Regions from separate parts of the Sus scrofa genome. Here regions 2, 3 and 4 are each linked to region 1. A link is a contact called in public Hi-C and HiChIP or PLAC-seq data. All regions are on one chromosome and are shown on one strand. Each heading gives the region's core, a stretch centred on a gene start, on an enhancer-like site or on the middle of the called end of the contact. The rest is flanking DNA. Distances are from core to core; before and after follow the strand shown. Region 1 holds the start of RALBP1 (ralA-binding protein 1). Region 2 holds the start of RAB31 (ras-related protein Rab-31). Region 3 holds the start of ANKRD12 (ankyrin repeat domain-containing protein 12). Region 4 holds the start of PPP4R1 (serine/threonine-protein phosphatase 4 regulatory subunit 1).

Region 1 (3,489 bases), core at 642-3,141:
GCTCCCAGGCTAGGGAGTGAATCAGAGCTGCAGGTGCCAGTCTACTCCACAGCCACAGATGCTGTGATGCAGGCTGCATCTTTGACCTATACTACAGCTCATGGCAATGCTGGATCCTTAACCCACTGAGCAAAGCCAGGGATCGTACCCATATTCTCACAGATGCTAACTGGATTCTTAACTGCTGAGCCACAACGGGAACTCCAACACAGGAAATTTATGGCTCACAATTCTAACGTCTATAGGATCATCTACAGGACAGGTCAAACAGGTGAGATGGGATAGTGCAGCTCTAATGTGCAGCAACACAAGGGTCTCCCAGCGCACGTTTGACAGTACTGACTTCATCATCAGGCTGTACTGGTGCCTCTCCAATAAACCCTATCCCTCCAGGCTTTCCTCTTTAGGAGCAAAACAGCTGCCACAGTTGCAGACCGCATAAACTTTCACCATACCAGAAGAGCAAGAATGCTGCAGTTTACTAGAAGCTCCAACCCAAGTCTCAGTGGATCTCGTCGGCTCTGACTGAGTTAGGTGACCATCTCTGAAAGCCTCCACCACCAAAAGGAAGAATTATGCTGTGTGGCTTAAATGGGAGGAATAAATTGCAGGAGGCAACCAACAAATATGTTCCATAACCACACAAATTAGCCCTAAATAATAATAAATAAATAGCTGCATTGGCTCTCTCGGCTAGGTTCACATACTCAAAGCACTTTAGAAAGAGGTATGCTAGCCATGCCCTCTGAAACTGAAACACAGTCTCCATGCGGTCAGCTGTTTGTTTCCTCCCTCCTCCACTAGCACTCCAAGTCTCCTTTTGGCTTCATTCATTGCTGCTGCACAAAGGCCTCTTTTTGTTGTGAAGAAGGTGGCGGTCAGCTGTTGCTACAGTAAGATGCAATCTTCCCTCCCTTTTTTGTGTTCATATAACAATTTCCAGCAAGGGGTCAATAATGCCCAACTTGGATCAGTCCTATCCCTTGGCCCAGTCGGTGCTGCCAAAGGCAGAGTATTCTAACTGGCTTGGTTAACGTGCCGATCGATCCCAGTGGTGAGGACACTGTGCTGTTGCCAGTGAGGCAATAAGAAAATTTTAAAGCTGTCAAAACAATGGCAAGCACAGACCAACTTGGTATTTTATTTTTATTTTTATTTTTCCTTTTTCAGATAAAAGTTTTCATGGGTCCTGGAGATTCATGTATCTCCAGACTTAAACAGAAGCTTTTATTTTATTTATTTATTTATTTTTGTCTTTTTGCTATTTCTTGGGCCGCTCCTGCTGGCATATGGAGATTCCCAGGCTAGGGGTCCAATCAGAGCTGTAGCCACCGGCCTACACCAGAGCCACAGGAACCGGAATCCCAGCCGCGTCTGCAGCTCAGCAGCTCACGGCAACGTCGGATCGTTAACCCACTGAGCAAGGGCAGGGACCGAACCCGCAACCTTATGGTTCCTAGTCGGATTTGTTAACCACTGCGCCACGACGGGAACTCCCAACTTGGTATTTTAATTGTGGGCTCTTCTTGAAGGTCAGACAAGGTGGCTGCACTTTATTGAGAAGGAAATGTAAAGTACGAGGGAGACCTACTGTTAGCCTTGAGTAAAGAGCAAGGCAAGATGGATTAGAGAGGTCAATCTAAACATGGAATGAAGTTCAGAGGAGCATCGCAGGTGGGAATGTGAGGATCGGGAAGCGCCATCTATTCCGGTTTTATCATTCCTCTAATAAACCGCCACACTTTATGAAACAGTAACAGTTAAAGGCCCCTGGTTTCCAGCCATGCATTAGCACAATTCTTCCAGCTTTTGTGAAGGCGTTCTGGAGGAAGTACGGTTATTTTGGTCTTCTTCTAGATTCAATGCTTTTGGTTGGCAAGCTAACCGTGCGATGGGCAGTTCTAATTAAGGAGCTCCTCGGGAAACGCCGAGCCAGAGAAGGCGGTGGGAACTGGGACCCCGTTGCACCGCAAGACCCGAGGGTTTGCCTTCTGGACACTAATTTCAGGGATGCCGAGGTCAGTCCCGGCACGGAGTCTACACAAGTTTCTCCGCGGAGGCCACGGCGCTCCCTGTGCCGCAACCCGCAGCCAAAGTCCCCACGGAAGCCGAAGCCTCTGCGCCCAATCGGGGCGGGGGGAGGCCCCACCCAAGAGCGGGCCGAGCCGGCCTCCGGGCCGGTTTAACTGGTTACGGCTGAAACCCGCCGGCGGGAAGGTCTGAGCTTCCGCAGCTAAGAAACACGTTGCCCTCCTCCAGTCCGCGGCCAGCACCGCCCCAGCGATCCTCGCAGACCTCGCTTGGGCAAGGTGCGCGTCGCCCGCCACCACCAGGAACTGCGCAGGCGCCAGCGGACTCGAGCCCGGCGCGTCCTCTCGCGCGCTCCCAGCTCTCCCCAGCGGGCGCCGGGACCGGGCAGGCGTGGTGCTTCCTGGGTGTTGTAGTGCGCTTCCTGGCGGAGGACTGCCTACAGCCTCGGCTATGGGTTTCCGTGGACTACCGCTCCCAGCGTGCTCCACGCTGGGGGCATAGGGCGCCGGCCCTCGACGGCTCCGGCCTTCAGCGCCGAGCTGGGGACCCGGGAAGCCGGCTGCGGCGGGGAAGGAGTGCGCGTGCGCGCTGGCCCGGCTCGTCCGGTTCTGTCCCAATCATTGTAAACAGGCGGAGGCTGGGGCGGGGTGGGAATGGGGTGCCAGAGGCCGGCCCAGGGCTTAGCGAAGGAGGTGGTTGCGGCGGCGGCGGCGGCGGCGTGAGAGTCGGGAAGCGGCGGCTGCGGCAGGGCAGGCGCTCACCCGGCGCGGGCGCAGGTCAGTGGCGAACGGTGGGTGGGCGGGGGTCGCGGCGTATGTCAGCCTGGAGCGGGGCCAGGCTCCTGGCCGGCGCGGCGGGGGCGGGGGCGTGGCTGCCCTAGCGGGCTGGACCCGGCGGGTTCCTCCGCGTTTCGCCCCCACTGCCGGTCTCTCCCGCTCTTCAGCTGGCCTATCGGGACTCCGCGGTGTGTCCGGGCTCTTGGGTCTAGGGGAGGAGGGTGGGTTTGGGGCTCTGCCTCAGGCAGCCACTGAGCGCGGGGATGGAGCTTGGGGACTCGGCCCTTTACGTAACCGCAGCGGAACTGTGACCGGCCTCTAGTGCTGCCAGGTGGGCGGGGAGGGGCTCGCGGTCTTCCACCGCCAGCGCGGGAGCGGCAGAGCTCCGGGGCTTCCGCGGGACCGATCCGAGGGGAAAATTCTTTTCACAACCTTGTCTATTAGGTTTGTGCTTAAAGGCTTTATTGAGGTCAGCATACCCCCCACCCCCCACGCTTGGTCGTTGTGAGAGTGAAACAGGTTTTACAAAATTCCCGCACCTCTGCTTTACCTGAAGTCATTATGCTGCTTCAGGTTCTGGGATTCATGACCCAGAGCCTTCCTCTTGAGCAAGCAACATGTCTCGGGCCTGGTGGAGTTCTGGAAGGTGATTAAAATACTAATTCGAGGGATTTTGAACATT
Region 2 (3,489 bases), core at 533-3,032, 210 kb after region 1:
TAAACAGACCAGTGATTCTTGGGGGGTGGAGGTGGGGAGGAGGCCTGCATAAGCGTCTGTCTGGGGAGAGCCCAGATACCAGAGAGTGAGCATTGGATTCACCGAGGCTAGTGGAGAAGAGAGGAGAGGGAAGAGTAGTGAAGAGGGTAGGGAAAAGATGCGAAATTCTGCCAGCTCCCTTTTGTCTGGAGGTGATCCTGCCCTCAGGAACCTACCTCAGTTTTAATGGAAAATCCTCCCACTCTGGCTTGGCCAACTTTTGGGAAGTGAGAACTAGTTTGACTGACTTTTGGGAAGTGAGAAGAAAGGCCAAAGGGAAGCACTTCTCTGAACTTATGCTGTTCCGTCCAGGACGGCAAGGTGCTCAGGAAGGCTACTGGAGGCCTTGCCAGGGCTGCTTTACCACCACGTATCTCTGCAGCTGTGTGGGTGTAACCCTGCTTAGCAGACCTGGGGACAGTGAGGTCCTGTGACCAGGCTGGGAGATTCTGGAGAGGCCTCTTTTCCTCCTTCCCACACAGAAGACCAGCCTTGCTGTTGATACTAAATAAAAGACAGGTACCAATACAAGCATCTCCATGTTGCACAGGACCTGCATGCATGTCCGTCCAGCTACGTTTTGAACAATTTAGTCCAAATTTGTGTAATCCTCCGCAGCCCGCTCAAGCCAGGAGAAGCCCCCACTGCCCTGGGAGATTAATGGCCATTTTCCAGGTTTTTTTGTTTGTTTGTTTGTTTGTTTTTTGAGGAGGAGGGGGGCCCGGCATTTTGACCCCAGCCTTTTAGGAGGTACCCATTGTGTGGGGCTACCTGGGTGCCGGGGAGCTTCAGCATGGCTTCAGGAGGAATAAAGCCAGAAAAACCAAGGTGGGTAGTCTGCTGGGGGGACAGAAATGTCTTTGATCAAAATTGGCACGTTAGGACAGAGCCCTGAGAGTTCAGTCAGGGGATGAAGTTTAAAGAACAACGTTCTTTCCAAACTGAAATGCCAGGCATAACTCAGGTACATATGTCCAAAAAGCTGACGTTTCCATGGCAGCAACACAAGAGGTGGCCTGGGTGGATGAGGTGCCTGCCCCACTGTGGAGAAGAGAGGGCAGTTCCCAGAGGCCTCTTGACAGTCTCAAGCCTGAGCCTCTTTGTTTCCCAGTCAAGGAAGGATGCAGAACGCTGGCCGCCAGCTACCTATTTCTAGCTGGTATTCTGAGGGCCAGGCGTCTGTCCAGACAAGTTGTAGCATTTTCTGCCCTGGGCAAGGCAGCTTCCTCACTAGAATGTTTCCCTTTTCAGATGCCGACACGCCTGTTTTGGAGGGAGACACAAGGCCATCGCTTCTAGACCCATTTTCCATTACATATAGGAGACCGAGCTCTGGGCTGAGAGTGACGAGCTGTATGGGGGTGAACTGAAGCCTGCCCACCCTCATAGTATTAGGGGATGGGCTGCAGGGTCAGACCCTCAGATCCTCCTTCCCATCCTCACAACTTCTGTCAAGTGCCATCTAATGACGGGGGTGCACACAGCCTTCCAAGTGCTCCCTGTAGATGACCACGGCGCACAGCATCTCCGGTGACGCCGCCAGTCGTGGGGGCCAGTCCCCAGGGGAACTGACGGGTCCTCCTTCGGCCCCATAGGCTCTGCAGAGCGGGCTCCGAGGCCGGGCTGGTTGAGGGGAGGAGGCCCCGTCCCGGAGGCGGCCCTAGGGGCTGACGCCGTCGGGGGCGTTCCTGGGAGCCAGCCGGCGAGGTTAGCCTCGCAGCCCCGGGAGGAGCCGGCGGCGGCCACGTGACCCACCGCGGCGCGCCCGGCAGCCCAGAAATAGCAGCGGCGGATCCGCCCGCGGGCTGCGCAGGGGGGAAGGCGGGGACCGGAGGACGCCGGCTGGCGGGGCGCGGCGCGGCCCCGGACGATGCTGAGCTCCTGCCCGGCCCGGCCCAGAGCTCATGATGGCCATCCGGGAGCTCAAAGTGTGTCTCCTCGGGGTGAGTCCTACGCCGCCGCCGCTGGGGACCCTGGTCCGTGCGTCCCCCTCCTCCCCGCGCCCCGTCGTCTCCGCGCCCTGCTGGTCCCTGCTCCCCCTTGTCTCCTGCTCCCCCTTTGTCCCCACCTTCCCCTGCGCTCCCTGGTCCGTGCGCCCCCAGTGTCGCAGGCACCCCCTGGTCCGCGCGCCCCTCTTTCCCGGGGCCCGCTCCCAGTCCCGGCTCTGCTGGATTAGGGTCCGAGCCTACTCGGGAGCTTTCTCTATTCGGTCCACCGCCGCTGGCCCGCGCTCCGGGGGCCGCTCGGGCCTCGCCAATCTCGGGCTGGGCCGGGAGCCCGGGACCCCTCCGCCGGACTGGAGCCGCGGCCCCCGCCTCCGGGAGCTTTCTCCTTCGCCTTTAATAATTTCCTTCCTGCGGAAACTTTAAGTTAGCTAAGGTGCCGAGTCCTTTTGCGTCCCGTGGGCAATTGGTTTATTTACTTTTTTTTTTTTTTTTTTTTTTTTTTGAAAGCTCAGCTCAGGGTGAGAAAACGCGAGGGGATGACCCGGTGGCGGGAAGGTGAAGAGAGAACGTACCATAGAAAACGCGCGCCTAGAAAACTTTCGAGCTAAGGGTAAAGGCAGGATGAGAAAGTCCTCCTCTGACCCCACGTCCCTCCCAAAGTGGGTCACTCTGAGCCTGAAGAAACGTGGAGGAAGCCAGAAACAAAGACAGAAACAAACACCCAAGGGATGAGGAGCTGTCAGATGGCACAGGGCAGCCCCTTGGGGGATTCAGATGGTGTTGAGGGGCACTTCCTTTTGGGTGCCCACATCAAATTACAGGATTACTTCTTTGGAAGGAGCTGGTTTTAAGCCCTGTTTTCAGCAGTTTTTGGCATTGATGCCTAGTGTTCAGCCCTTGGCAAATCTGGTCTCTCAAGTAAACCATTTCCAAAAAAAGCAGCAAAGGTTGGACCCGTTCTGTTTTTCTCAAAGCGGTGCTCACTGGTCTGTCAAGGAAGACGTCCAGAAGCAGATAAAGAAGAAATGGTTCTAGGTTAGGATGGAATTGTCCCAGGCCCTGGGGCTGTCTGGATACCCTCTAGGCTCTTCTGGAACCTGGGGCAGGACACTGCTCTTGGCTGTCTCCCCTCACTGGCCTTTGCTAGAACTCTGGTGTCCTCTGGCTGTCCTGTTTGCCTGGAATTCCAGGGGATCAAGCAAAGGCCCTTCCTTCCCTGTGACCCAGCACAAGCCTCTCAGCATTCCGCACCCCCTGCTTGCACAGCCCCACCACCTGGATCTGACTGGGATGCTGTTCTCATCTTCCTCGGTTGACCTTTAGCAGCATTGCAGGAGTAGGTCTGCCAGGCTCTCTAACCTAGTCCAGACATAAATCCAGGAATCCCATATTTTCCTTTCAAGGAGTCATTTCAGCCTCAAGGAAGCTGGTCAAAGATGCAGAAGGAAGGTCTGGTCCCAGGGAACCAAGGGGCAACTCTGACGTGTGTTTGTGTGGGTCAGGA
Region 3 (3,489 bases), core at 591-3,090, 220 kb before region 1:
GCTCTGATTCAACCCCTAGCTTGGGAAGCTCCATATGCAGCGAATGTGGCTCTAAAAAGACAAATAAATAAAATTTTTTGGAGTTCCCATTGTGGGCTCAGCTCATTAAGGACCCGACCTTATCTCTGTAAGGATGCAGTTTCAATCCCTTGCCTCAGTGGGTTAAGATAGGTCATTGAGGTAAGCTACAATGCTGCTTACATCCTTGTTGCAGTGGCTGTGGCGTGGGTTCCAGCTGAAGCTACAATTCGACCCTTAACAGAGGAACTTCCATATGCCAAAAGCGTGACTGTAAACAGAAAAAATTGTTTCCAACTTAATTTTACATGAATTTTTTTTAATATACAGATAGTGCTCTCTTCAAGTAGTCAACACAGTGCCTTGGATTACGATTGTCTTTTGAGTTTTTCATGTGTTCAGTGATTTTTTATGTAATAAGGTTGTGTGTATACTTGCCTTAAATTATGGTTAATTTCAGCAAATTCAAGATTAGCTACCTTTCAGTTTTGAACTGAAACTCGTTTACCTCTGTAGAAATAGCGAATGTTACAGCCACCTACTTCCTATGACAAGGAATCAACGATTTGAAGAGAAGTCAGAAAAGAGTTGGTTACTTGTATGTTTCTTTCCTTTGTATTTCAAGCCATAAATATCCAAATTAAATGTAACAGTGTTCCACTTCTAGCCACAAGGTGCTCTCTTACTAGTCATACTGAACCTGAATGTGGGAGAAATGAGGAACCTAGGAAAGGAAAAAATAATGATCTTTAATGCAAGTTTGTGCTTTATATAGTTATATGTTTGGATTCAGCTTCCTCCTGTCAAGTATGAAATACATCATATGCTGACTTAATGACATAAATTTGTAAATGCACTCATTAAGTCACAAAGGCAGCTGTAGTTTTAAAGGCCACAACCATAGGGAGAAGATGGTTTCCCTCCAATTACACAACCCTTTTGGTCGTTAAAGGCATGCGCAAATTCTCGCGGATTAACCTCGATGTAAATAAAAAACGTCCTGAAGAAACTCAGACTGAAATGGTTTCCCTCCGATTATGTAATCCCTTTGGTGGTTAAATAAGGGCATGTACAAATTGTCGCGGGTTGACCTCCCGAGGAAGTCAGGGTGCCGAGGCGGCGAGTTCTCCCCACGCGCTCTTCTACAGCCGGGCAGTTCCCGTGGGTGGCCTCTCGGAAAGGATAAATGCACTTAAACTCGTCTGATAAGGTCATCCGAAAGTGTCGATGGGGAGGGGCGTACTGCAAAGCCTATGCCATCCCCACAGGAGATGCACGCTGCCGCGCTTGCAGGACGCGCGCCCAGGGCCCCGCTTGGAGCAGGTGAGGGGTGCGGCTGGGGCCCGAGGGGTCCCTGCTCCCACAGGTGCGGCCGGCTGGCGCGCAGGCGCACTACGCCCGCCTGGCCGGACACCCGCCTCCGCCTCCAGCCGGCCCGCTGCTCGCTAACTCGGCTTCCCGCCCCGCAAAAATAACGTGTGAATACCCTCTGTGGACAGAGCCTCTTCTTCCTCGCCGCTGCCTCCGCCGCCATTTCCAGAAGTGGCCAGTCACAGCCACGGCCATGATCGCCGCTGGGCGCGACCTCCGCCCGCGCCGCTCCCCGCAGGGGTCCCTCCCTTCTGGGGCAGAAGACAGCGGCGCGCGGGGTTCCGGCCCGCACCCCCGCGTCCATTTGGTACGCCCCGCTCCCCGCCCCCGGCTCGGGAAGCTTCTCGCGGCGCCGCCACAGCGGCGGGCCCGGGGAGGGGGGTGGCGAGCGGAAGGGGCGGTGGGCGGGGGCGGGGCGGTCACGCCGCCCATCCCGTGCCCGCCGTGTCACGTGCCCGTGCCGCGGCCAATCGCCGGGCGGCGCTGTGCGGGGAGCGAGCAGGCTGTGGTGAGGGACGGCGGAGACCGGAGATGTTTTCGAGCCCGGCCTCGGCGGCGTTCGTGGCGGTTACGGCGACAGCGAAGACCACGACAGAGACGGCCGCGCCGAGGCCCTCGTACAGGGGGTAAACCCTCCTGCGCCGGCCGTGCCTTGGGTCCGTGAGGGCGAGGGGGGCGTGGCGACAGGCGAGGAGGAAGGAGGGGCGCGGTTTCGAGCCCCGGCCCCGGCGCCCGGGAGGAGCCCCCCAGTCGCGCCCGCTCCCGTCCCCTCGGCAGAGCGAGGTAGGTACGTGCCCGCCGCCCCGCCCACGCTAGCGGGACGGGGGCCGTAGTCGCTGCAGGCGGGAGCTGCTCGGGCGGGGGGGCGGGGGCCCGGGCGGACGGACGCCGCGCCGCTCCCGGAACATGGCGGGGCCGCGGAGCGTGTGCGTGCGAGGGTGCGCGGCGGGAGGGGGCGGGGCTGGGCGGGGCGGGGGGCGCGCCGGCCGGGGCCCTGCCGCCGGGTGCGCGGCGGGGTCGTGTCCGGGCGCGGCTTGGCGGGCGCGCGGGGCCGGGGCTTCTGGAGCTCGGCTGGGCTAACTCGGTGCGACGCCTGCTCCAGGATCCCCAAGCGTTGAGTAAACGCTGGTACAAAGAGGCCGCCGAAGCCTGGCTGACAGCTGTTTTAATAATAACAGGGAGGGACAGTTTAGCACGGGAAGTTGACACTCGCACCGGTCGAAACCGTAGGAAACCTTTCTAGCAGCGTACCCATCAAGATCGGTTTCCACTAGACTCCCGCGCCTACCTTGCCAACGCGGGGAAATGGGTTGGGGTCCAGGCATCTGGAACGCCTTGGAACCGCCTCTAATCTTCAAGTAGAAGTGGACCAGTGTTATTTTAAGACGGTTTATGTAAATTATAAAAGAAGGCGAACTGGTAAAATAACTACTTTAACATAAATTGACTGCTGATTAAAAACATATGCTTCTTTAGGCCCTTAAAAATCTTGAGCTCTGATCTGTTTCAGTTTCTTCAGTCGTTATACAAAGGGTTTCCTGGAGATTAGCTCAGAACTGGCAGAACATACGCTACATTGATGCCAAGTGGCTTAAAAAACAAAATGAGATAGTGTCGACTGTGTAAGATCAAGTCGTTGTATTAACTAGTCTTGTTGGGAAAAGTCTTTAATTTGGGCTAAACGCAAATACATGTAAAAATGTTCCGTAGGCAAGAGGGGACGGTTTTACTACTTAAAGATCATTTATAGTTGACACAAGCACTGACTCAATTTCTAAAGGTCCGCAGACGGTTGACTAAGTAAGGTCAAGCTTAACTATTCAGGGTGTGTGTTCTGTTTTAGAGATAGGAAGAGTGTTAAAGTGAAGTAAAAAATGTTAAGGAATATTCGTGGAAGGAAAAGAGTAGAAAAGCAGGATGCCTGTAATGTTCTTAATCTTTATGGTTTCCATAGTTGTTGTTAGGATGGTTTTATGAAAAAGCAGAGCTGGGAGAGTGGAAATCTCTGGGTGTGTATTCCATGAAGACTGAGGAGGAGTAAAGAGGAAAAAATACTTAGATGAGAAAAAATTTTGTAGGTGAAAATAATGTTGTGCAGTC
Region 4 (3,489 bases), core at 405-2,904, 140 kb after region 1:
GCCCCCACACCCTCATTATCACACTTGTATTAAAACTGCGTGTAAACCACTAGAGGGCATGGATTGTGACCATCCTGCCCACTGGTAGATCCTCAGTACCAAGCAGAACTCTGGAGGGTCATGAATAAATCATGGTTGAGTTCTTCACAGGTATGGCTTCTCTTCTAGGTTGCGTTCCCTAAGGGTCAAGGGCACAACTAACAGGACAGCTCACTTTTTAACCTTGACGAATGCATGGCACCTAAGTGGTAAGAAATGAGTGACAGCCCTTAACACCTGCTGAAGGAATGTGTTTTCTATTTACAAAACCTTGAACCTGAATATAAGCATGAGACGCCCCTGCCTCATCAGAGCCACGTCTTCAAGCCTAACTGTGCAAAAAACCAATAGCTACCTTAACATTTTAAGGTCACTAGGAGGGAGACAAGTGTCCTAGGGTAAAACATCACAGGAAATGTAAAAGTTGTCTTTAACTACCTGAGCGCTGCTCCCTTAAAAGAGCTCGTTACTTAAAAAAAAAAAAGTAAACTTATATTTTGCCAAAAATAAGTTTACATATGGTTCACTCACTTAAAAAAAAATACTCTTTTTAAGGAATCCTTCTAAAGAGTAAATCGCCCTCACTTCACTCAAAACACCCAGTCTTTAAAAATTGAGCTTATTTGTGGCAAGGGACACATTACACAATGCAAAAAAAGATTAACTACACGGCATTTAAAAGAGCTATTTCAAAGTGCAGCCACCTCTGTATTACTTACATCGACAGTAGCCACAGTAAATCTCAGCTCTGCCCGAACACACCACAAATTCTACCGCGGTTATCTCTGCAACTCAAGGACAATTTCCAAATTATTCTGTGTTCTCAGAAGAGCACACACGAAATGAACAAGTCCTTTCTGACGCTACTCTGGAAATGTCAAACTTTGTTTTGTTTTCCTTTCAGCCAAAGAATCGACTGTGAAAACTTGAGCATCTCCAAGAAAGCAGACATCTGAGTGTTCAAGAAGGCCTGGCGCCGTGCGAACCGCGCACCCTAGGAACGCGGCGGGGAAAGCGGCCCCTCCCGCCAGGCCACACCTTCCACCTTCCCGGCCCCCGGACCCCGGCGCCGGGAGACTGCGGGTCTCCGGCGTGCGGTGCCGCTCCGCGCGGGAGGCGCCCAGACCCTGTCCACGGTCCCAGCCCTCTGGCCCGGGAGGGGCCGCGGAGGCTCCCGGGCGCCCGCCTGCCCCGGCTTCCGCCCGCCGGTGCTCCCGCCCGGCCGCCGAGCCGCCCCCTCCGAGCCGGGCCGGGGACCGAGGGCCGGGGGCCGGGCGTCCCCACAGCCGCCGCCGCGCCGGGATCGGCCTCTGGACCCCACCGCCCGCCAGCCCCCCGCCCCGAGGCCGGCGCGCACTCACATCCGTCCGCGTCCTCCTGCAGGTCCTCCTGGAGCAGCGACAGGTCTGCGCCGAGGGAAAGAAGAAAGCCGTCAGCCCGCCGCCCGCCGCCCCCGGCCCGCGCCCCCCGCCCGCCGCCCCGCCGCGGGGCCCGTACCCGCCATCTTGCGGCGCCCCCTCCTCCGCCGTCGCCCGGGGACCGGGGCTACAGCGCGGCGCGCGCGGCGGCCGGTGGACGCGCGCGGGAGGCGGTGCCGCGGGGGCGCGCGGGGCGGGCCGAGCGCGGCGGGCGGACCCGGCCGCCCCTGCCCGCGCGCCGGCCCGCCTCCCGCCTGGCTCGCTCCCGGCCGCCCCGCCGGCGCGCTCTCGGCTCGGCCCGCCGCGGTACCGCGTGCGGTCGGGCGTCGTTGCCGCCGCCGGGGGCCCGCGCCGAGTGCTGGGCCGGGCGACCGGGGCGGGCGGGGCCTCGCGCCGCACGCTTTGTTGGGTCACGGCGCCGCCAGTTCGGTCGGCGGGGCTCAGCCCGGCCGCCACTCTATACACACACAGACACACACACACACACACCCCGCCCTGGCGGCTGCGCGCGCGGCCTCTGCTCCGGCCGAGACCGGGGCACTTCGGAGCCGGGAAGCGCGAACAAAGCCGCCGAGGGCCAGGCGCGGCGGGGCGGCTGGGCTCAGGCCGGTTCCGCCCCCTGGGCGGCGGGCGCGCGCGGGGCGGAAGTAAGGGCGATCCCCGACCTGGGGTTACTAGGATGAATGAGGGACAGCTGGGTCCGAGCGTAGGGTCCCTGACCTCCGCCGGTGCAGGAGGAAAGGCTTCTTTCTAGCTGTAGCTTTTATCCTGAAAGTGTTGAAACAATTTTGGTGGTATATGAGGTGCTGGAGTGAAACCTGTATCACAGGTTTTATTTTCCCTTGTTTTTACATGAGTTAAATGACGAGTACGACCTCTTCCACTCGAGGCCTCGGAAAGGCTCAGCTCCTGAGTGGGGAACAAAACAATGAGGCATCCTTACAGTTTTCGGAACAGGCCAGTTTAAAGTGATGCCACGTTGGGGGTCTGGACTCCTGGGGAGCAGAGAGAATTCCAAATGGTCTGCACTGTGGCCTTAACCAAGGGCACTATTACATTTAATGCCGTTAAAGACCCTCTGAAATTCATGATTCTGTGTAATAAAGTGGATTCTACTAGCTGTTCCAAAAACTTGCCTCGCAGATGCTACAAGATGGAATGCATGTTGCATAGTATATGTTAAGTTTCTGGGAGTAATAATAACTGGAATAGCACCTACGAGTCTAGTTGTGTGTCTTATTTTCTCAAATACAGAGTAATTAAAACTAAGAGCCAAACTGTCACGACCCATTTCTTCCCTGAGAGAAGGCCCTTCCCTGAATTCAGGTGACACTAATTCTCAAAATGACAAGGAGTTAGAAATTCACAGGCTATCAATTGACTCAGCCTGTAAGCATTTTGCCCAATGACACCTACCACTTTAACAATTCCGGGTGGAGGGGGGCAGGCACAGGATTTGGCTCTTTACACGAAGCGGTGATCTCCTTGCAACAACACAAGATCCAGGTCGCCAACTATGCTTCAGCTCCTGGACACACAAAAATAAGGAAACTATCTGGATGGTCTACCCAGTAAAGGCAGACTTCTAATTCTCAATGATTGTGCTGAAGTAGAGGTTACATACCCAGTGTTAGCCAGGGATGCAGAACGGCTAACCCTGCTTTTGCCTCACTGTGTTTTATCTCACTTTCTCTGCATTGGCAGCAGGGAGGAAGGTGTGTAATTTTGTCCATATTGTTCAGGAGCTGTGCATCTAGTTATCATCTTACCTGCACCACATGTTACAGCTGGTCCCTGGAGGCAGCTTGGTTTTCAGACATTTCAATGGGGCATCCTTACAGTTTTCGGCATAGGCACGATTTTTACATTTGATTTTTGTTCACCCTCTAGTCCTTTCTCAGAGATACAAGAAATGTTTTTTAAACCAGTATTTACTCTCTAAAAGGCACTGTTTCCTCCTCATAAAAAAAATGATATTTGAGGTGTTCCTGTCATGGCGCAGCGGAAGCAAATCCGACTAGCAACCATGAGG

What was found. Hi-C and Micro-C count contacts between places; a contact is called where the count stands out from the background. HiChIP or PLAC-seq counts read pairs in DNA pulled down with a chosen protein or histone mark.
Region 2: a contact with region 1 is called in an H3K27ac HiChIP or PLAC-seq map of alveolar macrophages. The contact joins the promoter of RAB31 here to the promoter of RALBP1 in region 1. A contact is called at or near these places in 1 of 47 Hi-C or Micro-C datasets (fibroblasts) and 1 of 2 datasets of contacts at active chromatin or transcription factors (alveolar macrophages).
Region 3: a Hi-C map of liver shows a contact between it and region 1, with 8 times the contacts expected there. The contact joins the promoter of ANKRD12 here to the promoter of RALBP1 in region 1. A contact is called at or near these places in 2 of 5 promoter capture datasets (fetal liver and liver), 3 of 47 Hi-C or Micro-C datasets (embryonic fibroblasts, heart right ventricle and liver) and 2 of 2 datasets of contacts at active chromatin or transcription factors (alveolar macrophages and skeletal muscle).
Region 4: an H3K27ac HiChIP or PLAC-seq map of skeletal muscle shows a contact between it and region 1. The contact joins the promoter of PPP4R1 here to the promoter of RALBP1 in region 1. A contact is called at or near these places in 1 of 5 promoter capture datasets (liver), 2 of 47 Hi-C or Micro-C datasets (heart right ventricle and liver) and 2 of 2 datasets of contacts at active chromatin or transcription factors (alveolar macrophages and skeletal muscle).

Annotation. Positions count from the first base shown.
Region 1 is chr6:98,597,347-98,600,835 of Sscrofa11.1, reverse strand. It overlaps RALBP1 (ralA-binding protein 1), which reads left to right and starts at 1,891. Exons shown (of 11, transcript XM_003127830.6): 1 at 1,891-2,807.
Region 2 is chr6:98,384,150-98,387,638 of Sscrofa11.1, reverse strand. RAB31 (ras-related protein Rab-31) reads left to right here and starts at 1,782. Exons shown (of 7, transcript XM_021096057.1): 1 at 1,782-1,982. The coding sequence starts at 1,944.
Region 3 is chr6:98,813,078-98,816,566 of Sscrofa11.1, reverse strand. It overlaps ANKRD12 (ankyrin repeat domain-containing protein 12), which reads left to right and starts at 1,840. Exons shown (of 12, transcript XM_021096065.1): 1 at 1,840-2,172.
Region 4 is chr6:98,460,998-98,464,486 of Sscrofa11.1, reverse strand. It overlaps PPP4R1 (serine/threonine-protein phosphatase 4 regulatory subunit 1), which reads right to left and starts at 1,654. Exons shown (of 20, transcript XM_021096060.1): 1 at 1,537-1,654; 2 at 1,401-1,445. The coding sequence starts at 1,543.